Regions from separate parts of the Mus musculus genome. Here regions 1, 2, 3, 4, 5 and 6 are each linked to region 7. Evidence: chromatin contacts called from public promoter capture Hi-C data. All regions are on one chromosome and are shown on one strand. The core of a region is the stretch at or near the end of the contact, and the rest is flanking DNA. Distances in the headings are between cores, read along the strand shown.

Region 1 (2,755 bases), core at 205-2,704, 2.7 Mb after region 7:
TTTGTTAATAAGACTAAGAACACACAAAAGGAACTCCAGTTTCCCTGGTAGCAATATGATCCAGTATGCCCCAAAGACCCAAGAACAGGGACTCAAAGAGACATCCGTGTAGTTGTTTTCATAGCAACACTTTTCCTGGCTCCAAGAATTGGAGACCTCCCAAGTACCCGTTGCCAGCTCAGCACATAGGGAAAGGTAGGCATTACCGTAATAAAAAAATTTTTTTTCGATACAGGATTTCTCTGTATAGCCCTGGCTGTCCTGGAACTCACTCTGTAGACCAGGCTGGCCTCAAACTCAGAAATCCACCTGCCTCTGTCTCCCAAGTGCTGGGATTAAAGGTGTGTGCCACCATGCCCAGCTATAAAATACAATTCTTAAAAAGGGAAGGGAATTCTGATACGTGCTATACTGAGGATGGGTGCTCCATGAAGAGAGCCAGGTGCAAGAGGACAGGCACTGGTTCTCAGAGGCTTCCAACCCACAAGGGCAGAAAGCCAACTGTGGGCACCAGCGGCTGAGTGTGTGTTCTGGGAGGAGTCAACGTTCTGGAGTTGGATGATTGGGAGATAAAAAGTTCTGGAGTTGGATGATAGTGAGGGCTGCGCAGCCGTTTGAACAATGCCGATATAAATGCACTAAAAGTGGTCTCGCTGGCTGGCTTTCATCAACTTGCCACAAGCCTAGCGATATCTGGGAAGATTCAGAAAACGCCTCCATAAGCTTGGCCTCTAAACAGGTCTTGGCTTATATCACATCAATGACTGATGTGAGAGGGCCCAGCTCACTGTGGACAGGTGCTCCTGGGTCGTATCAAAAAGCAGGCTGGACAAGCCATCAGAAGCTGGCCGGTAAGAGCCCTCTTCCAGGGCTTCTGCTTCAGTTCCTGCCCTGAGTTCTCTCTGTAAGTGGGTGTGACCTGAGAGTTTTCAAATGAAGTGAACCCCTTTTCTTCCCAAGTTGCTTTTGGTCATGTTTAGTATAGCAATAACAAAGTAACAGTGGTGAAGATAATACATTTTATACTGTTCGTATTTAACCGTGAACAAGGAAATGCCTAACTTTTTTCCTCCTTTTTTTCTGGGCAGTACTGGGGATGGGAACCATGGCTTCCTGCCTGCTAGGAAATGCTCTACCACTGAGCTATCTATCTTCAACTTTTTATTCGGAGACAGGATATTCATTTTAAGTTGCACAGGCAGGTCTTGAACACGCATCCTCCTGCCTCTGCCCCCCGAGAGGCTGGCTGGGATTGCACACCAGGACCGAGGTAAGATGGCAGATTTCATGTTTACTTATTTACCACGACCACAAGCGGTTTGACCAGGAGCCAACTAAGGAAAGGGTCACCGGGTGGCTCTAGCCTTGGTGTTTATCTGGGCTTGCGCACCCATCCACTGGCTGAGGTCCCGCCCACTTTCCCCCCCACGCACGCGCGTCGCCAGCCGCCGCCGCCGCCGCCGCCGCCCGGGGCCGCTGTGGTGCCCGCCTTCACTTAGCGCCCAAGATGGCAGCGGTGGCGCTGCTTCGGGGCGCGGCTGTGGGGCGCAGAAGCCCAGCTTGGCACTGGCGGCTGAGCGGGACCGCGAGTCACTGCCTAGCCCGTGGCTTTGGCCTTCTTGGCAGCAACCCCGCGGACGGTGTGGCCTGGACTTGCTTCCGGCTGGACGGGCGCGCCTTAGTGCGCGTGCGCGGCCCGGACGCTGCACCCTTCCTGTTGGGACTATCGACCAATGAGCTGCCGCTTTCGGGGCCTCCGACCGGCGCGGCTCAGCCCTCTGCGCGTGCGGCGTATGCCCATTTCCTGAATGTGCAGGGACGCACGCTCTATGACGTCATTCTGTATGGGTGAGCTTGGGCGGGGCAGCAGGGCGGGGCAGTAGGGTCGTTAGAGTGCTGAGGGAGCAGACCTCCAGAATCCCAGGAAGGATGTCCAGGATAAGATTTCTAGGGAATACTGGCTAGACACCCTTGGGAAGAGGCATAATTAGATTATTCTGGAAATGACTTTCTGAGGACAATCTAGACTTAGGGAAGGGGTCACCTAGAGGCGGATGTCCCATGGAAGGCATCCAGGTTGCGCTAGTTACTTGCACAGAGCGTTGTGCCTGGGACCCCAACCAGTCAAGTCAGAAGCTTCTGGAGTTATTTTCAAGATGGGTGCTTCAGCTTTGTCCCTCCCTCCTCACTTCTTAGAAAGATTTCGCTGGTTCGTGGGACTTTATTCAAAAAGCCACTCTCTGCACAGCCTCTCCACAGTGACAGATTGTCCCAGTGTTCTGAGAATCCAGTTTTTCCCTTATTTCTGGTTCCTCTTTGCAGTGCCAGCTGTTTGCCTGTATGGTCTCATTATCTATACAGCAGACCTGACTGTGACTGTAAATAGTGTTTGCTGGCCAGTCTGGGCAGGGCCTGCGTCTATAGCATTGAGTCTTCAGCTGCTCACCTTTATAGGATCTAAGTCGTGAAGTCTCAGCATTGTCTAGTAGGCATGTGAAGACCCGCCCTCCCTATCCTGTCCCTGAGCTGTCCCTTGACTCCTACCAAAGTCCAGGCCTGGCTGCCTGTCTCAGCTACCCGGTGTCTTTCCAAGTTGGTTTTTGGTGAGCCTCTTCAGTAGCCCCTAGATGCTCATTGGGAGTATATGGGGAATCCTCATATCTGGAGAACAGTTCCTGAACCCCTGAGGGTAGCTATTCCAGGATGAGAGTGGTGGATGAGAATTGACAGCCATGGCACCACTATCCAGTAGTTG
Region 2 (2,887 bases), core at 66-2,565, 2.7 Mb after region 7:
CTGCCCCTCTAGATCACCTCGAAGCTCAGGACTTCTCTCCAAAAAAAGCTTTTGGAAAGAACTGATACTTAACTCAACTGTGCTGCCCACTTTACTGCAATTCTTTAATAAGTTTGTTTTATTTAAGACAGGGTCTCCCTATGTAACCTTGATTGGCCTAGAGCTAACTATGTAAATGGAACCTGTCCTGAATGTTCTAAAGGTCGGCCTACCTCTACTTCCAAGTGCTGACATTAAAGGTGTGTGCCACCACATTGGGCTTATTTTTCTTTTATCTCCTGAATTAAAGACAACTTCAGCATTCTCTGAGATCTTTGCCTTCCCGTTTCTTTCTTTCTTTTTTCTTTTTTGTTTAAGATTTATTTGTTTGTTTGTTTATTTATTTATTTATTTATTTATTTATTTATTTATTTATTTATTTATTTATTTATTGTAAGTACACTGTAGCTGTCCTCAGACACTCCAGAAGAGGGAGTCAGATCTCGATACGGATGGTTGTGAGCCACCATGTGGTTGCTGGGATTTGAACTCCTGACCTTCGGAAGAGCAGTCCGGTGCTCTTACCCACTGAACCATCTCACCAGCCCCTGCCTTCCAGTTTCTTGAAGTAACTTATTTAAAAAATACTTTGGGGAGCCACAATAGTACATACTTTTGTTTGAGATGGGGTTTTTCTGTGTACCCTGGCTGTCCTGGAACTTGCACTGTAGACAAGGCTGGCCTTGAACTCAAAGATCCATCTGCCTCTGCTTCCCTTGGTATACATCTTTTTATTACCGGCATTTGGGAGGTAGAGGTAGATGGCTCTCTGGGAGTTTCCAGACAGTCAAGACTACATAGTAAGACCCTATCTAAAAAACTAAAAGACTTAAAATTAGGTGTATGTGTCTATGTGTTTGGGTAAGAGTACATGAGTGCAGGTGATGCGCCTGCCCAACCTGAGTGCTGGGAACTGAATCTGGGTCCTCTGGAAGAATAAATAGCACGTGCTAGCCGCCTCTTGAAATGATTTAACAGTTAACCGGCTAACCCGAAAATGTAACTAAACGGATTCGAAGCTGACTTCTGATGTGTTCCTCTCAGGGTCTTTGTAAATTGGTAGGGTTTGAGCCTAGGGAAAGAAAGGAGGGTACGGAAAAGGGCGGAGTTTGGAGAAGAAACAACGAAGAGAAGTGGGCGTGGTCGTCGGGGAGAACCGCGCAGTGCGCCTGTGCATCATCGCGGCCCCCCCCCCCCCCGTTGGGCTGAGGTGTGGCTGTCGCTTGGGGGCCGTGACAAGGCGGGATTTAATGTGGTGTAGGTGGGGCCGGCGAGGGAGACGTAATGTCAGCGGGCAAAGGTGGGACGTGGCCGGCGCTGGTGCTTTGCGTACTCGGTGTGCGTAGCCATGCCGCCCTCCGGTGTGTTCCGGTGGGCCGGCGCGCCGCTGTGACGTAGTCCTGCGGGCGGTCCCTGATGCTGCGGCGCCCGCTGGTCGGGCTGGCGGTGGCCGCCCTGGGTCGGGTCCCCGCGGACGGTGAGTGCGCTGGTGGCTGGTTGTCTTCGGAGTGGGACTTGTGGCAGCATATTTCCCTTGCGTGCCGTCTCCATCTTGTGGGGATGCCGGGTGAACGTGTTTCTCGGGACCCCAGAACGACAGGGATGGGCACGCGGAGTCCCAGCCACCAGCAGATCGGTGCAGCATGAGCCTAGTCTGCGCTCTTCCTCTGTTCCCTACCCAGCCGGCGTCCTGGGTAGGCTCAAGCACATGGCTTTACTCCTGAGCCATTGCGGGCGTTGGACTTCAGTGCCTGCAGATGGTGCAGGCCCTGCAGACTATTAGGATTTGGCTTGTCCCGATTTGTTTTGTTTTAGAAAAAAATATTAATCTGCCTTTGGGCTTATTATTCTCAGGCATCGTTTTATCCAACGTGGAAGTGGGCGGGGTTCGTTCTGGTGGTGCCTGGAGGTGGAGCAGGTGACATTAGCTCCGCGGTATCTGAGGAGAGAGGGAGAAAGCAAGTAAATGACTGGTCAGCCTTTGATAGGCTCCAAGGAGAGAAAGAAGAATGCAGTTTGTTTCTGTGGGTGCTCCTTCAGTTCACCTTGCAGGAGGTCATAGGCTAGTTATGAAAGCGACTACTAAAGTTGTTTCCCTTTCTCGTCTGTCTTGACAAACACAAAATATCCAGGAAACATGATGTAATTGGAAAAGAAAAGGCAGAAGGGGATGTGAGAGGAAAGAGCCCAGGCGACAAAGAAGGAAAGTTAGAGTAGGGTTGAGCTCTTGGGAGGCAGCCATATGAGCAAGGCTTCTTGTATCCCTGACTCTTCTGGTTGGGACTTAATCTTCCCTGTCCCATCCTGTCCTGTCCCCATCCTCCCTGATTGCATGTGATGGTGTCTGTCTTCCTTCCTTCCTTTCTTTCTTTCTTTCTTTCTTTCTTTCTTTCTTTCTTTCTTTCTTTCTTTCTTTCTTTCTTTCTTTCTTTCTTTCTTTCTTTCAAGATTTATTTATTATCTATAAGTACACTGTCTCTTTCTTCAGACACACCAGAAGAGGGCATCAGATCCCATTACAGATGGTTGTGAGCCACCATGTGGTTGTTGGGATTTGAACTCTGGACCTCTGGAAGAGCAGTCAGTGCTCTTAACCACTGAGCCATCTCTCCAGCCCCGGTCCCTATCTTTCTTGATTCTGCTTCTGCTGGTCCCTAGTCTTCCCTGCCCTGCCCTACCCATTCCCTGCCTACACGTCCTGGGCCTCAGTTTCCTTTGCTCTACCCTGTCCCCCATCCTCCTCCACCGTTCAGTCTTCCCTGACCCTGTAAAGCCTTGGTGTCCCTTCTGCACGATCGAGCAGATGACAAACTGTGCAGTGTCCTAGGGTCTTTCCCCTTTATCCTCG
Region 3 (2,700 bases), core at 54-2,553, 2.0 Mb after region 7:
TTCTTCTGCTGTCTGCTTGCTCTAGTCTTGGAGAAGGGTAGGGAAGAGCCTCGTGGAGGACAGGAGATGACTCACAGTATCAGGAATAATCGGATTGGTAAAAATAAACACACACAAGACAATACCTAACACCATAACTCCACCCTGCACTCCTTAATCTTTACCAGGCAGTAAACAAAGTTATAGAACACAAGTTTGCATATTTTTTTTCCTCCTGCTCCCTCTTCCAACAAAACACGAAAGCTGAAATAGAGAGAAAGGAATCCGATCCCCGTGATTTGAAAAACAAACAGATACCAACTCATCAACTTCTACTCATCTGAAGCTTCCCACTTCCGGATAACCACATTCTGGGCGTCCTCGTGTACACAGCGGAGGCTGGCAGCGCTGGCCGCTGTGTACAGCTGGCAGCGTTAGTTACAGGCTCAAGCCCAGAGCTCTGTTCTCATCTGTCTTCAAGGGCCCATGGTATGCACTAATAGCTTTAAAATTCATTTAAAAAAAGATGTATTTTTTTTTATTATTTTTAAAATGTGAGTACACTGTCACTCTCTTCATGCACACCAGAAGAGAGCATTGGATCCCATTATAGATGGTTGTGAGCCACCATGTGGTTGTTTGGAATTGAACTCAGGACCTCTGGAAGAGCAGTTAATGCTCTTAACCGCTGAACCATCTCTCCAGCCCTTAAAATCCTTTTTTTTTCTTTTCTTTCTTTCTTTTTGGTTTTACAGGGTTTCTCTGTGTAGCCCTGGCTGTCCTGGAACTCATTCTTTAGACCAGGCTGGCCTGGAATTCAGAAATCCATCCGCCTGCCTCTGCCTCCCAAGTGCTGGGATTAAAGGCGTGCGCCACCACTGACCGGCTTAAAATTAATTTTTAAGTAGCTAAATAATATTCCATCCCTCATCCCCAAACGGGAAATCAAACCCAGGGCTTAGAGAAAACAACCCCACAATCCACGAACTGTTTTGAAAGCTAGTTTGCAAAGATAGGGCCGGCTCAGGGCAAGACTGAGCCGTGCACATGCGTGGTCCTGCTTCGCTCTGTACCCTCCTCCCTCCCAGGACCTGTCCGTACCTTCCACTTCTCTCGAAGGGGAGACGGTTTCTCTGATCTGCAACTTTACAGGCAGGGAGTGGAGTCCCAAGAACTCCCAGAATCCAGAGGAAATTTTCCGCAAATCTTTCCTCTTCGGTAGGGACAGGGCATGGACTGACTAATTCTCTCTGACTTTTTTGAAATGTCAGTTTTGACGTCACCCCTGCAGAATGGCTTCTCTCGGCGGCCGGAACCATCTACGCTTTTCCGCGGGGCGACTTGCCGCGCCGAGGGGCGCGCGTGGCCGAGGGGCTTGGATTCCTTGCCTGGAGGAGCATTACGTGACACAGCAAGGCTCCGCACATCCTAGTCGCCTGCGGGGGACGCAACGCTGCTCGCTCCGGCTAGTCACTGGCGTTGCCTGCCCTCTGCCGGCCTGCGGATGGTTCGGTCCGGCTGGGTCACGCGCTAAGGCTCAGTGCAAGGGCCTGCGGAACGGGCTAGCACTTGCCGAGGGGCAGAACAGTGGCGACAGCCCCAGGACAGTTGCGAGCGGGTTCCGGCCCAGCATCCGGGAGACGGCGGCAAGCGCCCCAGCTGGGTTGGTGTTGGGCCATAGGGCTGAATGGAAAGCGCGGATGGTAAACACCTGGGAGAGGGAGGTGGCAGGTTCCACCCCCCGTTTGGGGTAATTGCTTTAGTTTGACTGAATACTGTTGGGGACGTCGCCCTGCCAGTCAACCTCCGTTTTCTAGCAGGATGGCCGTCTGAGGACAGGGCAGGCAAGACACCTCATTTCTCTCCACTCTTAACAGGGTAACTCGTCCTCATGCGTTGGAAGAAATGGTTAGCCCTGGGATTAGCCAGTGGATCGCCGTTGAGGTCACAAGTGGCCCATAACAGTAGGGGGCCAGGAGGACCTACTGCAAGTATAGGGTGAATTTCCATTTCTCGGGGGTGGGGGTGGGGAAGCCTGGTACCACCCATGGTGTCCGGCAGAGAGAAAGACTACAGCTAGTGTATTGCTGGCAGTGCCGAGCTATCATAGTTGTCATTAAACAGTAGAGAGGACATGGCACGTGACAGTGTTTGCTCTGCTAGTGTCAAGTGACTGGGTGCTCTTTAAAGGAAGTCCTGCTGAAGTTGGCAGTAGTAGAGAGGGGAGTGGTTCTAAGTTGGAGATAAAGTTCCCTGCTGAGTTTCTTACCCACTCTATACTAGCTAGTGTAGTAGGGGGATCAGTGAGTTTCCTGTGGGAGACAGTTACAGCTCCTGCTGACTTCCGTGGAGATCCTTGTAACCCCTTGTTTGCCTACAAGGCACTCTTAGTGGCCTGGTGCTGTGAGAAGACAAGAAATAGAGATGAGGAAAAACTAGGGCACACCAGGGAAGGATGGTGTGGGTCTCGTTTGCCAGGCTTGTGGTTCAGACAGCGGGAGCAAATCTCGTACATGCACAGCCTGCCTCTCAAAGTATGACGCTGAGGAGACTGTCTTCAGCTCGAAAGGTTACTAGGAAAGGGTGGTTAGGCACACTCCCAGAAGCCGGCTCCTGTGGTAGAAGAATGTGGTAGACATTGGGATTGGGAGAGTAACAGAAGACCTAGGCTCCTTCCTCACCGGAATTCAGACGCCATATGCAATCCCGTCAGAGAAGCCT
Region 4 (2,947 bases), core at 389-2,888, 2.9 Mb after region 7:
CATAAAGATCTCTGGAGGTCCAACCCTCTGGCTTTGTTTTACTGAGACCACCCATTTGCAGATGTATAATCTATACGCAGTCTATTGATCACTCTGTTAAGACTCACCGTTAAGGAAAATTGCTTATCCTTAGACAAATGGCTTTAAGACGTTGGTATTTTATGAGCAGCTCTGTAGTTACAGACGGTGTCTGAGGAGCCCAGGCTTGAACAGATCCAGTTTCAGTACAGTCTATATAAATTATATAATAAACATTATATAACTGTCTTCGTGGCCTGTATTGTTAAATTTTAAATAGTGTACAGCAGTTAACAGGGAAGAGGCCCAATTCTGTGCCATTTAAAACGATTTAAAGGTAACTCATTTAACCCCCTCCTCTCCCTTTCCCAACCACGCTCCTGATTTACCTGTAACTCAACCATTCGTCATGCTGCTTAAAGAAGTCACAATCATCTATAAAAGCATGTCCTTAGTATGATGCTGCTTTAAACTTTATGACAAAGGACACTGCTGTACTCTCACACCTAGTTTAACCAGAACCTGACAAATCACTTTGCTCCCCAAGGTTAAGCTACTTAAGTGGATCCGATTAACCAGTTCCAAAGGCCTGCAGGACCACCATGCTCATCTGTAATCCTACCACTAAGCAGGCTGAAGCAGCCTAGAGACCGGCTCCCCACCCCCACAAAGGAAACCAGCAAAACTCCAAAGTTGTAAATCGCCTTGTAACAGAACATTTATATAAACAAGTAGATTTGAAATACCAAGTCTCCCCTCAGAAACCTTTGAAAACCCCGTCCTAACTGGAAGACTTGAACATGTCAATTTAACCCAGTTTCAATAGAAACACTAGCATCTAAACCAGAACCTTATACTAATTTCTATTATTAAGTATCCCCTTAATGTCCAAACACGAACGTTAACTGCAACCTTGTGTCTGACACGGAGTGGTGGGGAGAAACTCGAACGCCTCCAACGGCCCGCAGGCCACCCGCAGATGAAGCCGTTGGTCTCCCTTGAGCTCCCCAAGCGCCGCACAGGGATGCAGGAATGCACGGAAGGAGTCAGGAGAACTGGCCTGGCCAGTAACTGGCGACAGGCTCAGTGTACAGCGCTTTCTAATGAGGTTGTGGGTGGCTCTGAAAAGAGCCTTTGGTGTCTGTAAAAGTCGCACTAACGACCGGTAGGGGCCTCACTTGCCCTTGGCCTTGTGGTGGCTCTCGGTCTTCTTGGGCAGTAGCACGGCCTGGATGTTGGGCAGGACGCCGCCCTGCGCGATGGTCACGCGGCCCAGCAGCTTGTTGAGCTCCTCGTCGTTGCGGATGGCCAACTGCAGGTGGCGCGGGATGATTCGCGTCTTCTTATTGTCGCGGGCCGCATTACCAGCCAATTCCAGGATCTCAGCAGTCAGATATTCTAGCACAGCCGCCAGGTACACCGGGGCACCAGCGCCGACCCGCTCCGAATAATTACCCTTACGGAGAAGGCGGTGCACACGGCCCACTGGAAACTGCAGGCCGGCACGGGAAGAACGAGACTTCGCTTTTGCACGAGCTTTGCCGCCCTGCTTGCCACGACCAGACATCTTCCACTGATAACCAAAAGTACGCAAAAACAGAAAAGAAACCTAGCGAAAACGAATTCGTAAGCGCCAGCAAGCTCTTATATATGATCAGGAGGGAGGCTAGACTGCACCTTCCTATTGGATGCCAACAAGAACCAATCAGAAAAGAACGCGGAGCCTTCCTAATTTGCATATGCCTTACCCCGCGATGACGTAATGTAAAATTGTATTCAATCAAAGGGAGTGATGCCTGATCCTTCATTTGAATGCAAGGCATACAAATATTCTTGCTACAGGGGCGTCCGCGTTTCCGTAGTACAACTAGACATTATGCCTGATCCATCCAAATCAGCTCCAGCCCCCAAGAAAGGCTCCAAAAAGGCGGTCACCAAGGCGCAGAAAAAGGATGGCAAGAAACGCAAACGGGGCCGCAAGGAGAGCTACTCCATCTACGTGTACAAGGTGCTGAAGCAGGTGCATCCGGACACCGGCATCTCGTCTAAGGCCATGGGCATCATGAACTCGTTCGTCAATGACATCTTCGAGCGCATCGCCAGCGAGGCCTCCCGCCTGGCGCATTACAACAAGCGCTCGACCATCACGTCCCGCGAGGTGCAGACAGCCGTGCGCCTGCTGCTGCCCGGGGAGCTGGCCAAGCATGCTGTGTCCGAGGGCACCAAGGCAGTCACCAAATACACCAGCTCCAAGTGAGGCGCGGCGAGGGTGCCCTCAATTCAAAGGCTCTTTTCAGAGCCACCCATACAGTCGTTAAAAGGGTCTTGAACACAGTGCGGGCCACTGACGATTGCCACGCGCCCGAGGCGTTCCCTGACACTGGGTGCGGCCAAGTCCGATTTTTGAGCGAGAAATGTGGGGGTATGGCTGCTTTGCCCTTCCTAAGCGTAGAGTGTGAACGACAGCTGCAGGAGCAGGCAAGGGGCGTGAGTCCTCTCCCCAAGCCTGAAGTTTCGGTGGGCGAGGTCACAGTGAGGTGGTATTCTGGATGTGGGCCCCCTTGGTGGCCTCTGAATCTGTGTTCCCTTTAGCACCCTTTCCATCCTTTTCTGGAATAGAGAGGCGTCTTTAGCCCCTGAAAACTATTCTGACATTATATCATGTCAATAAACCCTGCACTAGCAGTATGCTGGAAACGGGGCGGGGGGAGGGGCGGCACACCGCAAAGCCTGTGTGCAGGAGCTAGGATGTAATTAGCCTGAGCTGCCAGCAAGCAGTTTCAGTGGTTAGGGGATGGGAGGTGGGAAAGAGTTCCGTTGTTTTGAGCAAGAGTTGTTCCCCTAAAGCTGCATAATTTTCTGTGAAGCATTAGTAAAAGAATAATCCACACTCAGCATTTATTTGGAGAACGTCATTAAAAATTTTTTT
Region 5 (2,868 bases), core at 118-2,617, 2.0 Mb after region 7:
TGTCTTTTTCTTCATGACCTCACTGCCTTCAGTCCTGGAAGACTGTGAAGAACGAGATGTTACAAACCTGATAAGTTAAAAAACAAAAACAAAAAACACTCCTCTGACCATCAAGCACTATAGCCCCTAGACAACCAAGTGAGAAACGCTGGAGTTTCTAAGTTTATGCTGAGCAAATCCCCCTATTCCTTTCATAGAATAGTTTAAGTCTCCAAATTACACTTTACCAAAAAGCCTGGATCTCTGTCTAGCCATGAGGGATGGGAAGGTTGGGGGAGTGGTGCCCAAGGTCTTACCAAAAACCTTACACTGGTCAAGAGGGAAGTTTCACTCTTCCCAGTCCGACTCCCCATGTGACACTCTGCAAGTCACATTCTCTAGCATACAGTATCACTCAAAGTTATGCTTCCATGGGGTAAAAGAGGATGGCAAAGACACTCCTGTCAATTTCATTGGGAGGGATAGCCATGTCTGGGTAAGAGACTGAGAATGCTCGGTTTTGTTTTTTGTTTTTGTTTGTTTTTAATGTAACCAATTATCTGAGGCCAAACACACCAAGAATTTAAAATTCAAGCCCAGCATGGCTTGCAGTCTCAGCTTCTTGAGAGACTATAAAACAGGAGGATCAAAAATTTAGGCCTCCCTAGGCTACACAGTGAATTAGTTCAAGGGCAGCCTAGGGAAGCTAGTGAGAATGAAGGACAAAGTACAAAGTAAGAGGATGGGAGATGTAGGTCAGTGGTTGGGAGCCTGTCTAGTCTACAGAGGTCTGGGTTCAATCTCCAATATTTAGAAGAAGTGGATACTGAAGGGCAGCGGCAGGAGAGAGGAAGAGAGGGGAAAAGGGAGTCCAGCTGGGAAGGGGGATTAAGGAGATAGCTGGAAACCCAGCAACAGCTGAATGGTTGGTCCCTCTAGCCCTGTAGCCCTAGTCCTCCCAGGATCCGTGTGGTACCAAAGAACCCGCCAAAGGTCATTGGAGGAGTCGAGCTGGCTTGGGGCTGGACAGCTGCGGCCTCAGTTTCCCCTCCCCGCGGGGCACGGCTGCGGGGCCGGCTGGTGCTCACGCTTAGCCCAGGCTGTAGCCGTCCGTACTGCTCCGACACCCAGAAGCCGCGCCGGTCCTCCAGCGCCACGAAGGGCAGGTCGGGGAAACGCGCGCGGAACTTCCGGAGGAAGCCGCCCTCAAAGTCCGCCAGCACGCCGTCCATGTCCACCAGCACCCGCAGGGCGCGGCTGCTCGCCCGGCTCCGCTCGGCCCGTAGCGGGGCACCGCGGGGACGCGCACAGCAGCCGCGCAGCCTATGCATCGCCCCGCTCCTCGCCCGGGGCCCGCGGCAGACGCAGCCTCCACCGCGGACACGGACGCGCAGGCTCCGGCCCAGAGCGAGGCCGGCGCGCAGCCCCGCCGCCCTTAAAGGGACATGCGCCCAGAGAAGGTGAGCGCGACGTGGGTGCTGATCGCCCTGGGACATCCAGTCCCAGGTTACAGCCGCCTGTGAAAGCCAGACTGGAGCACTCTTCCTACTGAGGCAGTGGTGGATGGAGGAGCTCACCACCGGAGGAACAAATCCTTAGGTATTTATTGAGCGCTTACTTCGTTGAGCTCTGAGCCCAACAAAGTTCCAGCCATCCCGGATTATGGGTACAGGTTTTTAAACAGCTTGTCATTCCCAAGTATAGACAGGGAGGATTTCAGGTTTTAGGTACAGGTAAAGGCAGATACACCTGCTGTGTGTGATCCTCTTTGTTCATAGATGCTGAATGTTTGCAACCATAACCTTATAAAATTTAAAGCTATCAGAGGTGTAACCTTCAAATCTATAAAGGTTCTAAAAAAAACAGATGCTCTGTGTCCATCCTAACATCACTGGATTCAATAGTGAATCTCCAAATATGTCTGTAAATTTGTTACTGTGCTTCATGTTATTAAAAAAAAAGGAATTAGTAGGTAGAAAAAATATTTTAAAGGATGCAAACATGAAGGTATTTTTGGTAAAGAAAGGTCTCTGTATGTTAAATCTTGGTCCTTCCTGATCTAGATTCCCAGCACCCTGCTGGCTGCTCACAATCCTCTCAACTCTGAACACAGGGGATGCATACAGCACCCTCTGCTGGCCTCCATGGGCACATGTGGTGCACAGACATACATATTGCCAAAACGTGGGGAGAGAGAGAGAGAGAGGGAGGGAGGGAGGGAGGGAAAGAGAGACAGACGGATACACAGGATGTTTGTAAAGATTTTTTAAAAAGACTCTGTCCTAAAGAGAAGAGGGATGGCTGGATGTTTCCAAAATAAGAAAGATAAAGACAAAGCTAGAAAGCTCATGTCCCAAAAGGCCAAGCAAGTTACATGGGAGGACCAGACAATCTGTTGTGAGATTATGTTTTCTGGAAATGACAGAAAAACTTCCATAATAATATGGCTGCCTAAATAAGACCACAACAAGGAACCACCACTGATAGACATGCTAACATGGAAGAGAGACAGTGCTCACAACAGTCTGTAGCTTCAGTTTCTGGAGATTCAACACCTTCTTCTGGCCCCCTCAGGCACCAGGCAAGTGTGTTATACCCATACATACATTCAGGAAAAATAAATATCTTTAAAGAAACTCACCCTCCTTGTCATCTATGAACTTCATTCTCTAAGTTCATGAGACAAGAATCTAGAGGCACTGACTCAGTAAAAGCTTTGTGACTATTGTGGACGCCCGATTCGCCAGCAAGGAAGACACCACAACAGGATTCTTCTGCACAGGTTTATTGGAAGAGCTTGATAGCGAAGCCAAAAGACCCCAGCCCCAAAACTGGCGCTGCTTATATAGGCCTAGGAGTGGCGTGTCTATACCTGATTGGTTGTGCTTT
Region 6 (2,704 bases), core at 119-2,618, 2.9 Mb after region 7:
GAGGGAGACACCCTCTCTGCCATCAGCCTCCTATTTCACAATCATTTCCTATTTCACAAGGTCTCTTTCTGGTAACTCCACACCTTTTGGGATAAAAGGCCTAAGGGTAACTGCTTCTCTGAGCTTTTCTTTCTCTTTTCTTGTGTGAACCCCTATGCAAGAGAAACTTAGTGTTACTTAAGCTGATCTGTCTTGTCTGTTGTTCAGACAGTGAACTTAACAGGACAGAGGACAAAGGTTTTCTTTTTTGGCAATAGAGCAGCTTTAGTGTTGTCCCTTCAGGGCTTATCATGTCATTCGTGGAGAGATGTGGGTCTCTTTCAGCACCATTAAGGGGTTTGGTGGCAGGGGGGTAAACCTGCCAACCAATCATCGGTAAACCGGGTATGGACGAAACGAAATGAAAAATTACTGGGACGATCTCTGTTTATAAGCTTTTTAAGTTTATAAGTTTATAAGTTCACCTTTGTGCTAAAGTCCAAAGTAAAGGAGACTTGGTGCCTGGTTTATTCTGGTCACCCAAGTTCATGCAGTGATGGGGACACACTGGCAGAGTATCAACTCTGACACAGGCCAAACTGTTGATCTGACAGCGGGCCCCTTCACAAGCTCTCCAAGCTGAGTCTGGACTGACTACCAACACCCGGTTTTCCCCAGAATGCACGTGCATCTCATCCTGGAATAAGACAGGCTACAATCCCGACCCCGTCACAGGATCAAGTTAACTGTAACTCACACTTCCTCAACTCAGGGCAGGGCAGTAACGGGACATCCCTTCGCACCGGGCACTGGCCGGCTGCACCCAATGGAACGCACCTTGAGGTCGTCCGCCGCCTCCTGCAGCGGTCTCACCCGGTGAGTCCAGTGCTCCGAACGCTCGCAGATGGGGCACAGCAGGCTGAGGTCGTCGCCGCAGAAGGTGGTCAGCGGCTCGCGGTGCGCCGCACAGACGCCCTGCGGGACCGGAGAAGGCGGGTGCAGGCGTCGTGCCATTTCTGCCATTTTGGCGAGCGGGCGGTTGGGCCGTAGGTTCCTCTGCGCCGACAGCTCGCGACACTCGGGGCACGCGTATGGGCCCTCGGGCTGGCCCCAGCAACGTCGGATGCACTCGCGGCAGAAGTTGTGGCCGCAGTCGGTCATCACCGGGTCGGTGAAGTAATCCAGGCAGATGGCGCAGGTGGCCTCCTCCTGGAGGTTGGTGGACAAGTCTGGGGCAGCCATGGTGCTGGCGTCTGCGCCTGGATCGAGCTTTTCGTGGTGCACCGGGATCGGGCAACTCCGCCGCGAGAGCGCAGTGGGAACGGGCCAGGAGCAGGTAGCGGCACTCTCAGCCTCCTGGGTAGTGGGTACATCCGGCACTAAGCTCTCAGACTTCCGCCGGAAGAGAAACCACAGCGGAAGCAGGAAGCTAGTTTTTATTATTTTTTAGAACCCGTTTGTTCTTGGGTTGGCCGCTGTGTATCGGGGCTCGGGGTCGGAATCGAATTATAGTGCAAGAGATCGCATTTTCGCCTCTCTTGCGGTGACAAGTCTCCGCAGGTGGTGTCCCCGCACCCCAAGATCCGGATGCTGCAAACTTTGGCCATGGGTTCTGTAGCTAATCTCTTGTGCACTGTGTAAACCTTTCTCCGGTCAATACAATGGCCAGTGAGCTTAGGCAGGAAATTAGAAGGTGTGATGCCTGGAAAAGAGAGGGGCCGGGGTGGATGCCGGGATCGACACCGACGCAAGTTTGGCCCCAGAACGCTGATGGAGATAGCAGCAAAAACTGAGAACCAGGTAACCAGCCACGTGTGGCAGAACTTAGAATAACGGGATGATTATGCACGAATCAGGAAACAGTCAAAGCTTATGGTGGTGACCGTCTGCGGCCACAACTTCTGCCGCGAGTGTATCTGACGTTGCTGGGGCCAGCAACTTAGAAAAGTTGTGGACAGCGAGTGCTAAACTAGAAAGCCAGGCACGGCTTCTCTCCCGTAAGATTTCCCGTAGCGGCGGGCTGAGCGCTTGAGCGGCCGTCTATAAGCAACTGGGTAGCGAGCCGGAACGCACTCCAGCCTGCGTCTGCAGCGGCCCGGGTCTAGCACTCCCGCGGCTGCTGAGTCAGGCAGCGGCCGGCCACGAGCCTCTGGCGTGGCCCGCAGGCGAGCAGCTTCTCAGAGCTGCACGAACCAAGCGCAGTTTGCGATCCAGAGCTGGGGCACATAGGCCTGGCTTTCAGCCGGTGGCTGCAGGTAAAGACCTAAAGCCATTCTCGAGCAGCAGGTCGGAAGGGCCTGCAGAAAGATGGAAACAATGGGGGCAGCCTCCTGAACTGAGCTGAGGGGTTGAAGTTAGCCACCGTAGACACTTGCTGGTCTGTGGAGCCTGCAGACGCACTAAAGAACAAAAGGAACATTTTCCCGCAGCGGCTATGGGACTAAAAAGCCCCAAACTTCTGAACCGGTAAGGTATTAAGTTTGAAAACAATAAAAGAGGAAAGAGACTAAATATAAAACATCGTAGACAAATATAGTTTAAGTTGGTAAATCGAAGTTTTTAAGGAGATAGAGATTAAAGGGAAAATATCTTCTATGATAAAAATGGAAAGAACTCAGTGGCACAGGGCATCTAGAGTCTGTATAATTTTTGCTATAGTTATCAGCATATAAATAATTTTTTTCAGTAACGATAACAAATTTTCTATATCTTTTTAAAGAGAGAT
Region 7 (2,700 bases), core at 145-2,644:
TTCCTGTGGTGGATGCTTGGTCCTCCGTGTGGCAAGAAGTAAGTTGAATTGAGAGACTGTGATACGGGTTCTTTCAAAAGTGAGTTGTTATACAGTCGTAACACTGGTCCCTTCTCAGTCTCTGGTTTCTTTGCCCTGTGATCTCTTTCTGTCCCATAGTCCCTTGTGAAGCCTTTTTTCATGAGCTCCTTGTCAGAGCTGGTGCTTTGCTGTTTGGGGTGTCAGCCTCCAAAACTGTGAGCTGCATAAATCTCATTTCTTTATAAGGTGCCAAGCCTGGGGCATTTTGTTCTAGCAATGGAAAATGGACTTACTGAGTCTGTGGTATTCTTTTTTTAGGAAAAGAAAATGGACTAGAGACATTGCTTTCAGATTCCTGACCTGTCTCAAAGCTGAAGGTTTTTAGGGCTTCTACCTGTTTGTCAAGATGAGTTCCAGAGGGCTGGCTGGAGATACGGCTCAGTGGTTAAGAGCACTGGCTAGTCTTCCAGAGGACTCAGGTTTGATTCCTAGTACCTACATTGTGGCTCATAGCTATCTGTAATTGCAGTTTCAGATCGACACCCTGGTCTGGCCTCTGCAGGCACTAGGTGCACTCGTGGTGCACATATATGCAGGCAAAACACCCATACACATAAAAGTAAAATCAGAGGGGGGAGGGGAGGAGGAGGAAGAAGAGAGGAGAGAGAGACAGAGACAGAGAGGGAGAGGTGAGAGAAGTGAGAGAGGTGAGAGGAGTTGTTTCAGGGGCAGGCGATGAAATTGACAGCAACATCCCCAAACCTGAACACACACTTAGGTATGGGGTCACACATATTGTTTACCATGGCTTTGTAATGCTTTCTTGAGCAAAAGTTGACTATCATTTTTCACCTAAACAATCCGAGGAAAAAAAAAAGCCCGAGGCAAACTGGTAGTTGACTGGTGTGATGAAGCGCCTCCTTAGAAAGGAGGTTCTGAGCCTCCCTCAGAAGTCTAGAGACCCCCAGAAGGCGCAGGTTCCAGTCAGACCCTATCCCTTAGGTGGGTTGTCTAGCAGTTTGCGGTCTGGATTTGAAAGGCAGCTCCCGGAGTTTTTGTCTCCAGTGTCTGCACCGCCTCAGCGACTCCCGGGGCCGGAGTTCAAGATCCGCCTCTTAGAGGGTGGCTTCAGGTCAGGGCGTGGCGGGCTCTAGCTAGCCGCGGGCGCCGAGCCGAGCGGAGCCGAGCCCGCCGCCCGTTCCTAAGCAGCCGCGGCCTCCTCCCCACACCCCTGCTCGCCAACTCGCTCCAGTGACTGCAGACTCGCCCCGGTGCCTGGCGCCGCGTCCCGGGGTGCGCACTCCTTTTCTCGGCGGAGGGAGCAGGACTGGGGCGCATCGTCCTACAAGACGCGCTGACGTCGCACAGGGCCGGTAGTCGGCGCGGAGCGGCCGGCGCGCGCGCGTGCGTTGGGCGCTCCCGCGAAGCAGGCAGAAGCCGCCACCGCGGCTGTGCGGGTTCCAGGGCGGCGGCCGCTACACAGCAGCGCCGCGGGCGCAACAAGCGGAGGCAGCCGCACCTGCGGGGATGGCGCGGCCCCGGCCCTGCACCGCTGTCAGGCGCGCGGGTAGCTCCGGGTACGCCCAGTGACGGCGGCGGTGCCCTCGGCCGGGCAGTGCCCAGGCCGCTTGGCTAGAGCCCCGCGGCCGACGGCGGCCCGGGCCATGAGAAGCGACCGGGCCCAGGCCTCGCTGACCCCGGCTCCGCGCGGCGGCCCGTCCCGTTTCCGCTCCGGCCTCTCGGCATGAGTGTCCATCCGGGCCCGGGGCCGTGGCTGCCCCTGTCCCGCCGCCCGCGGGCGTGCTTGGGGCCCTCGGGCCCGCGGTGCTGATCCCGGTTCTCCGCCACGCCTGCCCACCCTAGCGCTCTATGTCCCGGGGGCGCGGCCATGGAGGTGGTGGGCGACTTCGAGTACTGCAAGCGGGACCTCGTGGGACACGGGGCCTTCGCTGTGGTCTTCCGGGGGCGGCACCGCCAGGTGAGCGCCGCCGGCCCGTTGTCTGGTGCGAAACTGGGGAGCCAGCGCCCCGGTCCTGGCCGCTGGGCAGGGCTCCCCGGGCCTGCCTGCCTTTGTGCTTGCTGTCACTGTCGCAGGGTTTGTTTTGGAGGCCAGAGCCGCTAGGCTGAGCTCCACCTACCGACGGGCGCAGAGCCACTGATGTTCTTCCCTGACAGTGTGCTGGGTAACCGAGGTGCGCCCGGGGACTTGCTGCTCAGAGAAGCCACTGGTCCCGAAGCGACTAGGACTCCAGTGTTTGCACAGTGTAATGTGCTTGTCCATACTATGGGTCGGTGGACCTTTGTCCCTTCTCCCTGCCCCGGGCTTTCCGGAGCTTGTCACCTTTACCGTGGATAATTGCACACCCAGCGGAAAACGGGCGCGTTTCCCGTTAGTCTGAAGCTTTCTCAGACTATCACGTTCCTCTGTGTCTGGGGGAGCTTTGTAGTATCCCTCCCCTTTTTGAGTTAGAGGAAATAAGTGACAAAGGTAGTTGGACCCTAACCTAATAATACAACGTAGATGCAAGTTCAAACCTCAGTTGTTTGGGTTTTTTTTTTTGTTGTTTCTTTGTTTTTTCCAAGCCACTGTTTCGCAAATAGGTCACACGAGGTTATAGAATCTAAAGAATTTGAGAAGGCACATTGAGACTGGAAGTAATTAAAAAAAAAAAAAAAAGC

Evidence for each region. Promoter capture Hi-C pulls out the DNA fragments that hold promoters and counts their contacts. Capture Hi-C pulls out chosen DNA fragments and counts their contacts.
Region 1: a promoter capture Hi-C map of liver shows a contact between it and region 7, with 5 times the contacts expected there. The contact joins the promoter of Iba57 here to the promoter of Ulk2 in region 7. A contact is called at or near these places in 2 of 39 promoter capture datasets (liver and pre-B cells).
Region 2: a promoter capture Hi-C map of pancreatic islet shows a contact between it and region 7. The contact joins the promoter of Guk1 here to the promoter of Ulk2 in region 7. A contact is called at or near these places in 1 of 39 promoter capture datasets (liver), 1 of 115 datasets of contacts at active chromatin or transcription factors (astrocytes) and 2 of 9 other capture datasets (liver and pancreatic islet).
Region 3: a promoter capture Hi-C map of liver shows a contact between it and region 7, with 9 times the contacts expected there. The contact joins the promoter of Flcn here to the promoter of Ulk2 in region 7. A contact is called at or near these places in 2 of 39 promoter capture datasets (both in liver).
Region 4: a contact with region 7 is called in a promoter capture Hi-C map of liver, with 2.7 times the contacts expected there. The contact joins the promoter of H2aw here to the promoter of Ulk2 in region 7. A contact is called at or near these places in 2 of 39 promoter capture datasets (liver and pre-B cells), 1 of 115 datasets of contacts at active chromatin or transcription factors (large pre-B cells) and 1 of 9 other capture datasets (liver).
Region 5: a promoter capture Hi-C map of hippocampal neurons shows a contact between it and region 7, with 5 times the contacts expected there. The contact joins the promoter of Nt5m here to the promoter of Ulk2 in region 7. A contact is called at or near these places in 1 of 39 promoter capture datasets (hippocampal neurons) and 1 of 115 datasets of contacts at active chromatin or transcription factors (large pre-B cells).
Region 6: a promoter capture Hi-C map of pre-B cells shows a contact between it and region 7, with 3 times the contacts expected there. The contact joins the promoter of Trim11 here to the promoter of Ulk2 in region 7. A contact is called at or near these places in 2 of 39 promoter capture datasets (liver and pre-B cells).

Annotation. Positions count from the first base shown.
Region 1 is chr11:59,162,444-59,165,198 of GRCm38.p6, reverse strand. Iba57 (IBA57 homolog, iron-sulfur cluster assembly) reads left to right here and starts at 1,454. Exons shown (of 3, transcript NM_173785.6): 1 at 1,454-1,848. The coding sequence starts at 1,508.
Region 2 is chr11:59,190,380-59,193,266 of GRCm38.p6, reverse strand. It overlaps Guk1 (guanylate kinase 1), which reads left to right and starts at 1,315. Exons shown (of 8, transcript NM_008193.3): 1 at 1,315-1,516. The coding sequence starts at 1,456.
Region 3 is chr11:59,808,642-59,811,341 of GRCm38.p6, reverse strand. Flcn (folliculin) reads left to right here and starts at 1,303. Exons shown (of 13, transcript NM_146018.2): 1 at 1,303-1,682. Gm16062 (predicted gene 16062) reads right to left here and starts at 1,262. Exons shown (of 2, transcript NR_045686.1): 1 at 1,081-1,262.
Region 4 is chr11:58,953,376-58,956,322 of GRCm38.p6, reverse strand. H2aw (H2A.W histone) reads right to left here and starts at 1,638. Exons shown (of 1, transcript NM_178218.4): 1 at 1,131-1,638. The coding sequence starts at 1,585. The coding sequence ends at 1,193. It also overlaps the pseudogene H2bu1-ps and a transcript of Trim17 not described here.
Region 5 is chr11:59,846,572-59,849,439 of GRCm38.p6, reverse strand. Nt5m (5',3'-nucleotidase, mitochondrial) reads right to left here and starts at 1,367. Exons shown (of 5, transcript NM_134029.2): 1 at 1,068-1,367. The coding sequence starts at 1,310. It also overlaps a transcript of Cops3 not described here.
Region 6 is chr11:58,976,757-58,979,460 of GRCm38.p6, reverse strand. It overlaps Trim11 (tripartite motif-containing 11), which reads right to left and starts at 1,368. Exons shown (of 6, transcript NM_053168.2): 1 at 817-1,368. The coding sequence starts at 1,221.
Region 7 is chr11:61,853,786-61,856,485 of GRCm38.p6, reverse strand. Ulk2 (unc-51 like kinase 2) reads left to right here and starts at 1,394. Exons shown (of 27, transcript NM_013881.4): 1 at 1,394-1,999. The coding sequence starts at 1,910.